2 separate regions of the Mus musculus genome follow, and region 1 is linked to region 2. A link is a contact called in public promoter capture Hi-C data. All regions are on one chromosome and are shown on one strand. Each heading gives the region's core, a stretch centred on a gene start, on an enhancer-like site or on the middle of the called end of the contact. The rest is flanking DNA. Distances are from core to core; before and after follow the strand shown.

Region 1 (6,831 bases), core at 2,979-5,478, 210 kb before region 2:
CATCTACTCCTTCTTGTTCTCTTTGAAAATATGGCCTCCTTTTTCATTAATTACTGCTATACACACACACATATATATGTTCCTAAATACATAAATACAACCTGTCCAGTCTGTATAAGGTTATTTATATACATGTTTTCAGGGCTGACCACTTGTTACTGGATAACCAGTTAGAGTGTGTCTCCCATTCTGAGCGTTCCTTGGTTACCTGTACTTATTTGTGTAGGTTTGAGGCCTCCTGGTTTTCCCCTGTCCACGTTGGCATGTCCATTACTTTTGTTCTTGATCAGTTCATGCTTAAGCAGTCTTGTTAGCAGGACTTTATCGATGTAACTTCTGACACTGCTAGGAGAGGCATTCCCATAGCAACCCCCCCCCCCCCCCCCCCCCCCCCGTCCCCCGTCCCCCTGGCTCTCGAATTCTTTCCGAGACCTCTTCTGGACTGACCCTGAACCTTAGGTGCAGCGGTGGCATCGTAGAGTGTCCCAGACCTTTACTTTTTAAGTACTCATTTGAGAGTTTTGTACAGTGTATTTTGGTCATATTTACCCCTCCCTCCCCACTCCCCCCAGCTTTCACCTCACTTCCTTGCCCATCCGCCTTTACATCTTAAAAAAAGAAGAAGAAGAAAGTCTAGTTTGTGCCCCTCCCACTGAAGTGTGGTTGACCCTACCACAGAACACACCCTTAAGGAGAACCCATCCTTCTCTAAGCAACTATAAACTGCCACTAGCAGCCTAGCTAGCTAGGGGTGGGACTTCCTGCTAGCTAGCTAGCTAGGGGTGGGACTTCCTGCCTGCCTTCCTCTCCAAGCTTGGGTTTTCCGTGGCTCTCGGCCCGTGTACACTGTCACAACTGCTGTGACTTCATACGGGGCAGCTTCCTTGTTTTCCCCTGGGAAACACTGCTTTGTTGTAGTCCCTCAGAACCTCCAGCTCTTAGGATCTTTCCAGAATGATCCCTGAGCTTAGCAAGAAGGGGGTATGATACAGATGTATCTTTTAGGGTCGAGCATCTTACCTCCTCCCACCCTCTGTGCTTTGACCAGTTGTGGGCCTCCGTGTTAACTGCCAATCACTGGGAAGCAACATCTCTGAGTAGGGTTGAGCAACACCGGTGGCGGCTGGTGCATCTGTACCTTTGGACTCCCCAGCCTGGGTCCCATCCATGTAATCCTTCTGGGCCCAGTTTCTCTCTCTCTCTCTCTCTCTCTCTCTCACACACACACACACACACACACACACACACACACACACTCACACACACACACACACTCACACACACACACTCACACACACACACACACTCACACACACACACACTCACACACATACACTCACACACACTCATACACACACACATACATACACACACACACTCACACACACACACATACACACACACATACACTCACACACACACACACATAAACTCACACACACTCAGACACACACACTCACACACACACACACTCACACACACACACACCTGTTTTCCCTGAAATGTTGATGTTGTGGAGCAGGATCTGAAAAGGCCGGATGGCTCATTGTCTCTGTATGACAGTGTTGCTGGTTGAATGGTAATAAGCGATTGGGTTTTCTGGAATGAAGTTCTAAGAGGAGTTCTGTGAGGGGTTTTGTTTGTTTGTTTTTGCATTTTCCCTGGATCATAGGAAGCCAACCACAAGGAGTTGGGTGACCCCACTTGTTCTGTTGTGTTGTTGATGTTGTTGTTTTTTTATAAACTGGCTTTCTGGCACCCTTGTGTGCAGTCACCTTCTTTGGGCTTTATAATACACAGACATACACAAGATTTGTGTTCTTGTGTAAAAGGCAAAGAATAACAAACTCTAAGGACCTCTAAAAATCTGCTATGTTCTATATAGACAAAATCTACTTTCCCTTTTATTGAGAATAAGGATAGTTTTTAAATTGTATTCTATTTTAAGGAGTCTACTTATTAGCAAGTTGGAGATAGATACTCCTAGTTTGGTTTCTGTTGCTGTCCTAGACACTATGACCAAACCCAGCTTGGGGAGGGAAGGGTTATCTGGCTTATATGTCCCTCCTGAAGGGAAGCCAATGCAGGAACCATGTTCCTCCTGAAGGGAAGCCAAGGCAGGAACCTGGAGGCAGGAACTGAAGCAGAGATGGTAACAGAGAAGCGCTGCTTACTGCCTTGCTTTCTATAGTTTGCTGGTGTTTCTTATAAATCCCAGGATCAGCTGCCCAGGGGCGAGCCGCTGGGGGCCTCCCTTCTCAATTGTTAATCAGGAGAATGCCCCACAAGCTTCCCTGTAGACAATTAGATGCGGACAATTCTTCTGTTAAGATTCCCAGATAAGACTCTAGCTTATATCAGATTGACCAAGAATACAAACTTACCCAGCACACAGAGAGAATTCAGGCCCAGGCTGGCTTTCCAAACTCCTATTCTTGATCTGGGGATCCTGGGCAAAATGCAGTCATCTTCTGATGTGTGAATTTTTCTGCCGATGAACACATTCCCGGTGTTCATAGTTCATGAACGAAAATAATAGACAACTGAGTGAGGAAAGGTTTGTCTCTATCTCAGACATCCCTAAGCCCTAGAAGCTAGGAGTCCCCTGCAATAGGGCTAAGCTAAGCTGACACAGGCAGTTCTAGTCTCTGTTAGCTAAGTCTAAGTTTGGAGGTTGAAGGCTGTTCTCATATCTTCACTCTTCCTGTCAGTCTTCATGATATAGGTTATCTTGGCTTCTGGGTTGAGCCAGCTAACAACTGCGTCTTATGCTCTGACATTGGGCAAGAGATTACAGTTACTCAATGCACATCAGACCGAGTTCCCTAAATCACAGTGGGTCTGAGGATTTGTTGTGTTGTTTGTAGAGAGCATCCGCCTTTCCCACGGGCATCCATACCTTACTCTCCTGAATCTTTGACATTACACGGCAAGGAAGAATCCAGGTTGCCGGTCCAGCTGGCCTTAGATTGGTAGATCGTCCTAGCTTTAGATGGGCAGGCACAGTGTCACACTGGGTCCTGAAAGGTTGGAAAGGAGGCAAGGAGAATCAGTGTGGAGCTAAGACTAGGGGAGAAAGATCCAACCTGACGTTGGTGGGTTTGAGGATGAGGTGCCTAAGCCATGGGAGATGCCGGGGCTTGGACTGCGAGAGGTCATGGGTGATGTCCCAAAGCTGGTAGAAGTGAGCACAGCTCTGCTGACAACGTGACTATTGACAAGGGAAAACTCACCGCAGACCTGTGATATGCAGACTTGTGAACTAAAAGATGTATTCATGTTGTTTTAAGCAACTGGGCCTGTGGCTAATTCATTACAATTGAACAAGAAAACAACTCACTGCTCTGTGTGTTAAAGTTAGATGTGTGCAGACTCTTTAGTCTCCGAGCATGGACTCTTTCATCCTCGGGTAGCATAGCAGAACTGTAACATCTTCATGTAACCACAGAACCACCAGCATACTAGCTATAGGAGTGTCTGGACCAGAGATCTTCTGCAGCGAGCTTGCCCCTGCCCGGACCCGCTTCCACGCCTCTGCAGAACCCTGTTTTCCACAAGTCTAGGCTCTGACTAAAGGCCAGTGTAGAGTTCTTGAGTCTTGGTAATCTATTTTTAATGGTAATAATAACCTTTACTCAAGTGAATAAAACTCACCTTCCAACCATTTGAGAAATAATTTAATATAGATTTTTCTTAGGTGGCCGTGTTTCTCTTAAATATATTATTAATGTGTTCTTTGACAATTTTGTACATGTACATAATATTTTTGGATCATGTTCATCCCATTACCCTCTCTTATCCCTCTTCACTAAAACCCTTCTTGTTCTCACATCCCCCTACCTTCGTATCTTGCAGGTATGTGTGACCCATTGGGCTTAATTAAGGTTGCCTATATGAGCCTGGGCGGGGTGTTAGGCTGATTGACTTGTAAGGCAGAGATCAAGGCTCTGGTCATTTCAGACAGGCACTTTCTCTCACTTAAAGACATGTCTTCCACTGTGCCGTCACAAAGGTCTCTACATGATAGCATCTCACCGTGGCTGCCTGCAACCCCATCAGCTTCTCCGCAGCCCCACCTCTCAATGCTGTTACAAAAGTAATTACGTTTCAACACTCTAACCTCAGCATTCAACATCAGTGGGGTTTGCTGTTGACGAATCCACCCTAGAACTGGGCAAGAAAATATTTGAGTCCCAGCACTGACAGGAAGTGAAACTGAGGACGGTTCCAGTCGGCTTGAGAGGAGGGAGACTCGTTGGAAGCTCAAGATCTCGAAGCACGGTGTTTTCCAGGCTGTGGCTTCTGAGAATGTCCGTCCATTAGAGGAATGTTTTTCTAGTATGGTCGCTCACTCTTGAAGACCAGAGATGGACTTCTCCCTGGGTTCTGCTGTGTTCAGCAGCCATAGTGGATATAGTGTGGAAAGGAAATCAGCTCTTCAGAGAGAGCCTCAGAATCCAGGCCAAAACCAGGATTCTTTTTTTTTTTTTTTCATTTTTATTAGGTATTTAGCTCATTTACATTTCCAATGCTATACCAAAAGTCCCCCATACCCACCCACCCCCACTCCCCTACCCACCCACTCCCCAAAACCAGGATTCTAACAGACAAAGAAAAGGAGAGAATGATGGTGGGGCAGACCCCAGTTAATGATACCTCCTCCCGTGGGCGGCCATGAGGAGGCTGTTGAGGTCACAAGAGTGGACCCGTAGCCGCAGTGTGAGTGAACTGTGGCTTTAAGCGAGAGCGTCTGTGTAAAATTTCACACATGTGACTTGTTTTACACGGAATGTCCAGAGCATGTAAATCCACACAGACAGAAAGTAGATGTGTGTTGTCTAGGGGTTGTAAAGACGCCAGGGACGATGGGAAGTGGGTGGGGTTTGTGGGTGGAGACCCTGCTCCAGCATCAGCTGTGATTTTGGTTGTATACTTAGAATAGACCAGAAAACTAGGCATGGACGTAAGTGCATCTTAGACAGCTTAAGCAGTAGTTCTCGATTAAAAACACATCCTGAGAACATTTTAGAGGTTTTGTTATATTTGTGCTCCGGCATTAGAATGGTGATGACCACCCTCATTTCTGAAGTTGTCAGTCTTAATCATCCATTTCAGGGTGGATTTCTTAATCATTGATCACATTAGATAACTCCTCCTGGTGTTTGGAGCGTTCTCTTACCAGCGTTTCCCAAGCAGCAGCAGGAGTTTTGGGTGACCGTGAGGCAGTGATCCTGTCGGATGCTGATGACAGCCGCCTGCTTGTCTTGCCAGGGTCCTGTGCGTGTTGGTTTAACTCATTACTGTACGAATCACACACTTTAAAGTTTTAGGATTCTTTTTATAGAATGTACAAGTGCGGAAATGGTCTATGGGGCCTCTAGGACTTCTTTCATGGGGCCAACAGTATTATCTGTGCTGATTAAAGTTGATTTTAAAGGTCTTTAGAGGTTTTAGTCTTTTGCCTTTTACCTATAGAAGCAGAAATCTTGTTTTGTATGGAAAATAACCCACCATCAGTTTTGAATATGTGAAGTGTTTTTTGTTTTTGTTTTTAAGTTTGTAGCAAGCAGAAATGAAAAAATAAATAGCCAACAGCTAAATAGCCAACAGTAGACAGGTAAACAGCAGAGCAGCTTCAAGATAGGCGCCTACACCATCCAGAGAGAGCGATCAGGAGTAGTCCAACTGGCAGCGAATACTGAAGCTTCCTCAGATAGGTGCTTACGCCATCCATCAGAAATCCCCTGGGGAAGCCCTTGCTGAGTTCCCAGATGAGAGCTCTCCAGACAGAATAGAGCATGCTCTCCATGGATGAACTTCTGCCTTCCTGTTCTTGCTACAGGTATTTTTTATACCGTGCAAAACACCGCAGTAAGCTCTGTTGGGAGGCTTTATCCCTAGCTGTTCTCAGTGGCGTCACCGTGAACAGGGACGCTGATACTACTGTCCAAAGTCGAGGCTGCCCTGGTGGTTCCAGGACACCTGACACCAGGGCTTCTCTCTGCTGCCACTGCCCAACCCACAGCTCAGAACCCTCCTCTCCTACGTGTTCCCATGGTCTCCTTTTTGTACCAGCAAAGAGATGCCTGTTAACCTCAGGAGCCAGTCATAAGTCACAAAATACTGACTCTTTCAGTAAAAAACCCACACAGTGTGGTTAAGGGTGTAATTTGGTTGGTAGAGTGCTTATCCAGTGTTCACAAAGCCCTAGGTTTGATCCCCAGCGCCATATAAAGTGGGCGTGGTGGTCCATGCACACCTGTAATCTTAGCATATGGTAAGATGCGTCAGGAGGATCAGAAATCCAGTGTCATCCTTGTAGCCATAGTGAATATCAGTCTAGGCTTGGATCCATTAGACCATTCTACAGTAAATAAGGATGTAAATAAATAATGAAAGCAGGCTTTGGAAGAGTATATGCCATACTCTCAGGACTGTGCTCTTGTGAATTGTCAGGCACTTGCTATGGGCTTTCTATCTGTATGATATAGCTACATCTCTGTCCTCATTACAGCCCTGAGCTGTGGCAGGTCAGTATTCCTGTTGCATAAGTGAAGACACAGTCTGTATGTAGTTTGCTCCAAGGATACACAGCTGGTGAAAGAGAGTTGGAACCTGAGCTGTTCTGTGTCTCATTGACTACACTATGTTTGTCTTCTCTCCAAAGAGAAAGGAAAAAACAAAAAACCTCTTACATGAAACAAGGGAGACACTCACTGGGCCAGTAGTTGAATCAATCACACGGAAGCGCCACTTTTATATGTGAAACAGGCCAATCACCAGCAGCGCTGGATGGCTTAACCTGGCATTATTACCACGGCAACAGTTAGC
Region 2 (6,994 bases), core at 1,061-3,560:
TGTGTGTGTGTGTGTGTGTGTGTTAGTCCTCTAGAGAACCCTGACTTATATATATTTTGAGACCGGACACACTTCTAGAGAAATGTATAAGTTTGTTTCAAGTCTCCAGCACTCTGTCATAACTTAGTTTGAAGAGATCTTGATCATGTCTCTTCCACAGAATATCACATTGGTCCACTATATTGATGACATTATGCTGATTGGATCGAGTTAGCAGGAGACAGCAACCACTCTAGGCTTGTTGGCAACTCATATGTTACCATGTAACTTGTAATCCAGAAGATATGAATGAAATAAATACAACCAAAACTCAAGCTACCTCCATAAAATTCTTGGTTAGTATGGAATACGCAAAGATACTCCTTTTAATGTGAAAGATAAGTTATTGCATTTGACCCCTCCCACCACCAGGAAAGAAGCACGATACGTATTTTAGTAGGCTGATTTAGACTGTGGAGATAGCACATTCTTTAGTGTGTTACTCCAGCCCATATACCAAGTGACTTGGAAAGCTGTTAGGTTTAAGTGGAGCCAGGAACAGGAGAAGGCTCTTCAACAAGTCCCAGCTGATAAGCAGGCTGCTCCAACACTTGGACTACATGACCCAGCAGACCCAATGATACCTGAGGTGTCAGTAGCAGAGAGGAACGCTGTTCGGAGCCTCTGGCAGGCCCCTGTAGGTGAATCACAGAAAAGACCTTTGGGATTTTGCAGCAAGGCTCTACCATCATCTGCAGACAATTATTCTCCCTTTAACAGACAGCTCTTGGCCTGCTCTTGGGCCTCAGTGGAAACTAAATGTTTGATAACAGGCCACCAAGTTATCATGTGACCTGGGCTGCCCTTCACGAGCTAAGTGTTCTCTGATCCACCAAATCAAGTACTATGTACACAGTAGCTATCCATTATCAAATGAAAGTGGGATATACATAATTAGGCCAGAGCAGGTCCTGAAGGCAGAATCAAGTTACATGAAGAAGTTGCTCAAATGCCTATGGTTTCTACTCCTGTTACAATGCCATCTGCTGCTAAGCCTGTGCCTATAGCCTCTTGGTGTACACATTATGATTGGAAGAGAAGACTGGGGCTCGCTTCACCAATGGTTCCGCATGTTCTACAGACACCACCCAGAAGTGGAGAGTTGCAGCACTGCAACCTGTTTCAGGGGCAACCCTGAAAAAAACACAGTGGGCAGAATTTCAGGCAGTACACACAGACATGCATTTCATTCTCAAGGGGAGATAATACAGTTGTTCACTGGTTCATGGGCTGAAGCCAATGGACTGGCTGGATGATCAGGGACGAGAAATAAGTATGATTGGTGAGAAGGACTTCTGGGGAAGGAGTGTTGGCAGGTTTCTGCAAATGGGCAAAGGATGTGAAGATACCTGTGTCCCATGAAAATGCTCATCAAAGTGACCAGCAGAGGAGAGTCCAATAACTAAGTAGACAGGATGAACTGTTCTGTGGACAGGTCTGTCTCTTTTGCCAGCCATTCCTGTCATTGCCCAATGGGCCATGATGGCAGAGGGGATTAGACATGGGCTGGACAACATGGACTGCCACTCGGCTACAGTTGTTGGTGAGTGCCAGATCTGCCAACAGCAGAGAATGACACTGAGCCCCATATATGGCATCATTCCTGGGGATGACCTGCCAGTGACCTGGTGGCAGGCTGACTTTGGCCTTACTCAAGTAGACAGTTACTCTGCTTGTGGTTTTGCCTTTCCTGAACATGTTTCTGCAAGACTACTGTCCAAGGACTTAAAAAATGCCGTATCCATTGTGATGGTTTTCCACACAGCATTGCTTCTGGCCAAGTAGCTCACTTCACAGCCTGAGAAGTGCGACAGTGGGCCCACGATCATGGAATCCATTGCACATGGAATTAACAAATGCTTCTATCCAGAAGCAAGTGGCCTAACAGGGCCAAGAGGTGGAAAATGCAATGGTTCCACTCATGATCACCCCTAGTGATCCATTAGGAAAAGTTTTGCTTCCTGTTTCCATGACCTTAAATTTTGTTGATCTAGACATTTTGGTTCCAGAGAGGGAAATGCTCCTGTATGGAGTCACAACACACATCACATTGAGCTGGAAGCTCAGACTCACCCCCCCAGGCCGCTTTGGGCTTCTGATGCCCTTAAGCTAATAAGTTAAGAAAGGAATAACTGTGTTAGGAGGAGTGACTGGTCCAAATTGCCAGGGGAAATTAGATTACAATGGAGGTTAAGAAAGACTACATCTGGAATGCAGGAGATCTTTTAGTGCAGTCTCTTGGTGTTACCAAGTCCTGTATTAGTCAACAGGAAACTGCCACATCCTAACCCAGTCAGGATGACAAAGGGCAACAGATCCTTCAGGAATGAAGGTATGAGTCACTCCTCCGGGAAAAAAACCCAAGACCTGCTTAATTAAGTGCTTGCTGAGGGTGGATCAAATACAGAATGGGTAATAGAGGAAGATAGTTATAAATACCAGCTAAGGCCACATGACCAGTTACTGAAACAAGGCTTACAGTTGACATGAGTATTTCTGTCATATTTTGGCAAGAATGCACTAGCATGGATATTTGTGTTTTCTTTCCTTGATTTCCTTTTCATGTAGTGACATCAATTAAGAGAGTATCAGTGGTTATCATATTTAAGTCTGAGACACTAAAAGAATGTCCCTTTAGGGATATTGCCATCTATTCTAAAATTTATAATGCATTCGTGGTTGTATGAGTGTTATATTATGTAAGGCATAATTATGACTTGCTTAAATATATAATGTTTGTGATTATAGATGGGATAGCTATAATATGTAAGGTGTAATTATGGCCCAGTTATGATTTCCATTGGGAAATTAGAAATGATCTAAGGAGATATGATTGTGTGACAAGGTGACAGGGATGGACTTGTGATGGATATTTTTGGTTGACAACTTACTATATCTGGAGGTAACTAAAACCTAAGCAAGCAGATATGCCTATGAAAGATATCTCTCTCTCTCTCTCTCTCTCTCTCTCTCTCTCTCTCCCCCTTTCCTTTCCTTTCCTTTTTTCTGGGGGATGGTGGTGGGAGGTTGAGACAGGGTTTTCTCTGTGCCTGGCTGTCCTGGAACTCTGTAAACCAGGCTGGTCTCGAACTCAGATACCCACTTGTCTCTACCTCCTGAGTGCTGGGATTAAAGGTGTGTGCCACTACTGCTCAGCAGATTTCTTAATTAAATCATTTGAAATAGGAAGACCCACCTTTAGTCCAGATCTTTTGAGGTGGGAAGAGCCAGCTTTAAACTGGGCCACACTTTCTGCGGGTAGCCTATAGAAAGGGTGTGCAAGAAGCAGCTTGTTCTTTGCCTACCTGCTGGTACTCACTGCCAAGTCTATTCCTTCCCTGGATTCTGACATACAATACTGGATTCTTATACCTTCGGTTGGTAGACAGCCACGGATGGACTAGCTGGACCATCTAATCCACAGCCTTTAATCCATTCTAATAAATCCACCACGTATATGTAAATGTATATGAACACGTATCTATTCATTCTTTAAGTTCTGTTCCTGCCTAATACAGATCGCCTCAATGATTTTACTTTACAATCAACTCTAATCCTCACAAGTCCCCAAGGCTGAACTTCATGCAGACAGCCCACCAGAAAGACTCAGAAGAAACAAGGCATCCAAGTGGAATTGGGAGGCAAAGTCAAACCTGAAAGCAAGTTCATTTCAACCTCAGTGTGAACTCTGACAAAATAACTCAAAGACTATGACGTAGCCATCAGCCATGACCCAAGCACAACTGGCTGACTCCCCTACAACAGAATCCAAAATCAGAAGTGCTGAAAGGTCTGAAAAGAATTCACAGTTGTAGTTTTGAAAAGAATTAATGATCAGTGCTGCTCTTCCAGAGGACCTAGATTCAATTTGGACACCCCAAACACCAGAGGCATACAGAACTACAAATAGATATGACCAGAGAAGACGCTTTCCACAATACATCGGTCAGGAGGTTAAAAATACAAAGTAAAGACTTTTGCCCAGCACTAGAAGGGGCATGAGAAAATGTCAACATACATACAAAGCCAGAAAAACATGGAATGAAATATTTTAAACCCTGAAAATAAATAAGCATGAAGCAAGAATATTATACTTGTCACCGTTAACTTTCAGAATGGAAAATGTTAGTCCCACAATAAGAGACTGACTGTAGCCTGAAGCTGTACTCCAAATAAACTCTCATGTCTCCTACCAAGTAAAAAGCTATTGGGGTTGTGGGGTTGTGGGGTTGTGCCTTTAATCCCTGCACTGATCTCTTATGAGTTCAAAGGCCAATCTGTCTCAAAAACTAAAAAACAATAAAAAACAAGGACATACTGGAATCTTATATAGTAATAAATTTAATTTATATAAACACTACTAGATATTATTAACATTTCATAGATAAAGAAGCCAAGGCTGCTGAATGTCTTATAACTTGCCCAGTTTATATAGGTTGAAAAGAGAGAAATTACCATAGTTAGAATTTACACTATATATATATATATATATATATATATATATATATATACACACATACACACACACACACACACATTCCTATAAGGTTTCTAAATACCACCCCCCCCCCAGTCTAAAGAACTATGTGGTAGTTTTTATGAGAATTGCCTCCAAAGGCTAATAATATATTTGAATGCTTGATCCTCAGTTGGCAGAACTGTTTGGGAAGGATTAGGTGTGGCCTTGTTGGAGCAAGTGTGTTGCTGGGTGTGGCTTTGAGGTTTCAATAGTCCATGTTCTCTGTCTCATGCTTAATAAATTTTGCCATTTACTACAATGTATTATAATTCTTTACTTACTAAATTTCCCCACTCAACTATGACATAGCATATTTATATAAATTCCTTGTTAGCAGCCCAATTATAGCTTTGAGACTACTTTTCACTAGTGGCTATTAAAGTTTCTTCAGCTCTGAGATACCCAATAATCACTAGTGTGGTTAGAAAGGGCTCAGGCAGAAAACTATTCAGTGAGGTGAATCCCACATTATAGGGTTGTTCTTCATAGCTCAACACCACCATATGTTAATTTCCACATGGGCATTTCCTGTACATTCTATGCCTGTATAAAAACATCATAATGAAACCTATTTTCTTTTGTAATTAATAACAACAAAGTCTTCCCTTTCCTTTCCCCTCCCTCCCTCCCTCCCTCCTTCCCTCCTTTTCCTTTCTTTCATTTTGAGACAGGGTCTTGTCTTGTTCCTGGCTGACCTGGAACTCACTATGTAGACCAGGCTGGCCTGGCTATCACAAACAGCCTCTGCCTCCTGAGTGCTGGGATTAATGGGGTGTGCCTGGCATTTAAGATAAAAGTCTAGCTAGCTATAAGCCACGATTCTGTTATAAAGCAACTAGAATTGCAGACCACACAATCTATAAACTTTCTTATGTAAGAAACTAATGAGCCAATTGTTCAAAGCATTTGCAGAATGTTACAGTGTAGTTACAAACTGACATAGGTTAATTGTAAGGAGACCAGCAGTCTTTCAAAATAAAATGCTTACAGATACCTCTCAGGCCGGGTCCCAGGGCTTTTGTGTTGGCTAACCCCAGCATTCACCCCATCAATAGAGGAACTATTGGAGTGCACGAAGGGGCTGGTCCTACAGAGCCAAAGCTGCAGGATTCCCACGACACAGGGTAACAACAGAATATTCTAGAAGAGTCCCAGTGAGGTTCCAGTACTGATAAAGCAGCAGAAGCCAGAGGCCTTGTACCAGACCAAGGAGTCACGGCAATGAACACTTGTAAGCAAAGAAGTGTGGACCAAAGGGTGTACTCTGGGACACACTACAGCCTCCACTATAAGATTTTTTTTTTTCTTGAGGAGGGGAGGTTGCAAGGGTAGAGGGTGGGTATGAGAGAAGGGAGAGATGAGTGGGATTGGGGCACATGATGTGAATTTCACAAAGAACCAGTAAGTTTAAAAAGCCACAACATAGTTTTAGAGATTTAAAAAAGGAAATGAAAAATACCCACAATGTGTGGCAAATGCACAAGTAAATCTAGTTACTAGAATTACCGCTACTTTTATTTGGGGCAGAGGCTTCTATCTAATAAATGCTAAAATCTGTCGAGTTCACTCGCTCCATTCCTAGAAACTGACTGTCCATAGAAGTCCTTTTCAATAGTCTTTACTTTCTCTCCCTGACCCCGTGTTGACTTCACCACTCATGTTTTTGCCGAGAAAATGTTGAGGTCATGCTGTGCCTTGCTCTAGCTTACTCCCTAGTGTGTGATATGATAAATCTTTACACTGGGCCTTGCCCTGAGAGACTCTATTTTACCTATGTGACAGAGTAACAACTGGAAAAAGATACATCAAGAGCAAGGCTAGAAAGCCGCCTCTTCCTGTGTGAACAGAATACACAAGACGCAACCCGTGAGATACCAACAAGAGCTGGGCAGAGAGGCCTACAAAACCCTGTGTAACTGGGAGCTTCAATATCTTACAGACAAGCCGTATTCTTCCATTCTATGGGATGCTTTCTCCTTTCGTAAAGAGCTATCCCAATTTCTATTCCATGATGAACTTTCTCCACCTCTCCTCCCTGTGACTACCAGGATTGTCACCTTCCTTCCACCATGCTTTTCCTTTAAACTTCAGTAAAACTGTTCTCAAATTACCTCCCATTTCTAATTTGTTTTATTAATGAGACTAAGAGCCCCAGTAGGAAAATTCGGTTTCCTTGGCAACTCCTGGCTGGCTTCACGAACTTCACAGTCAGTCCAGTACCACCCAAGTTGCCCAGACTGACAAAATGTCTTGTTGCTGAAGAGAAGACGGGTGCCATCCTATCTGAGTGAATTGTAACTGTATGGGCTCTTTTTTAAACCCTACTAGGAAGCCAGGTTCACTCCTTTAATCTCAGCACTCAGGAGGTGGAGGCAGGCCAGCCTGGTTTATGTATCAAGAGTTCCAGGGCGGCAAGGCTATACACAGACAAACCCT

What was found. Capture Hi-C pulls out chosen DNA fragments and counts their contacts.
Region 1: a promoter capture Hi-C map of adipose tissue shows a contact between it and region 2. The contact joins two enhancer-like sites. A contact is called at or near these places in 2 of 39 promoter capture datasets (erythroid cells and pre-B cells), 1 of 484 Hi-C or Micro-C datasets (liver), 1 of 115 datasets of contacts at active chromatin or transcription factors (bone marrow-derived macrophages) and 3 of 9 other capture datasets (adipose tissue, liver and pancreatic islet).

What each region holds. Positions count from the first base shown.
Region 1 is chr8:22,695,553-22,702,383 of GRCm38.p6, reverse strand. All of the region lies in intron 2 of Ikbkb (inhibitor of kappaB kinase beta), which reads left to right. Among named protein-coding and RNA genes, the nearest start is that of Ikbkb, 7.6 kb to the left of the region's middle. Within about 2 kb of position 4,228, at least 38 of the 459 cell types and tissues checked have an H3K27ac peak or open chromatin away from gene starts, as enhancers often do. A contact at or near this core is called in adipose tissue and bone marrow-derived macrophages, where this site is marked.
Region 2 is chr8:22,486,852-22,493,845 of GRCm38.p6, reverse strand. The region is part of intron 1 of Slc20a2 (solute carrier family 20, member 2); the gene reads right to left. Among named protein-coding and RNA genes, the nearest start is that of Smim19, 13 kb to the right of the region's middle. Within about 2 kb of position 2,310, at least 87 of the 459 cell types and tissues checked have an H3K27ac peak or open chromatin away from gene starts, as enhancers often do. A contact at or near this core is called in adipose tissue and bone marrow-derived macrophages, where this site is marked.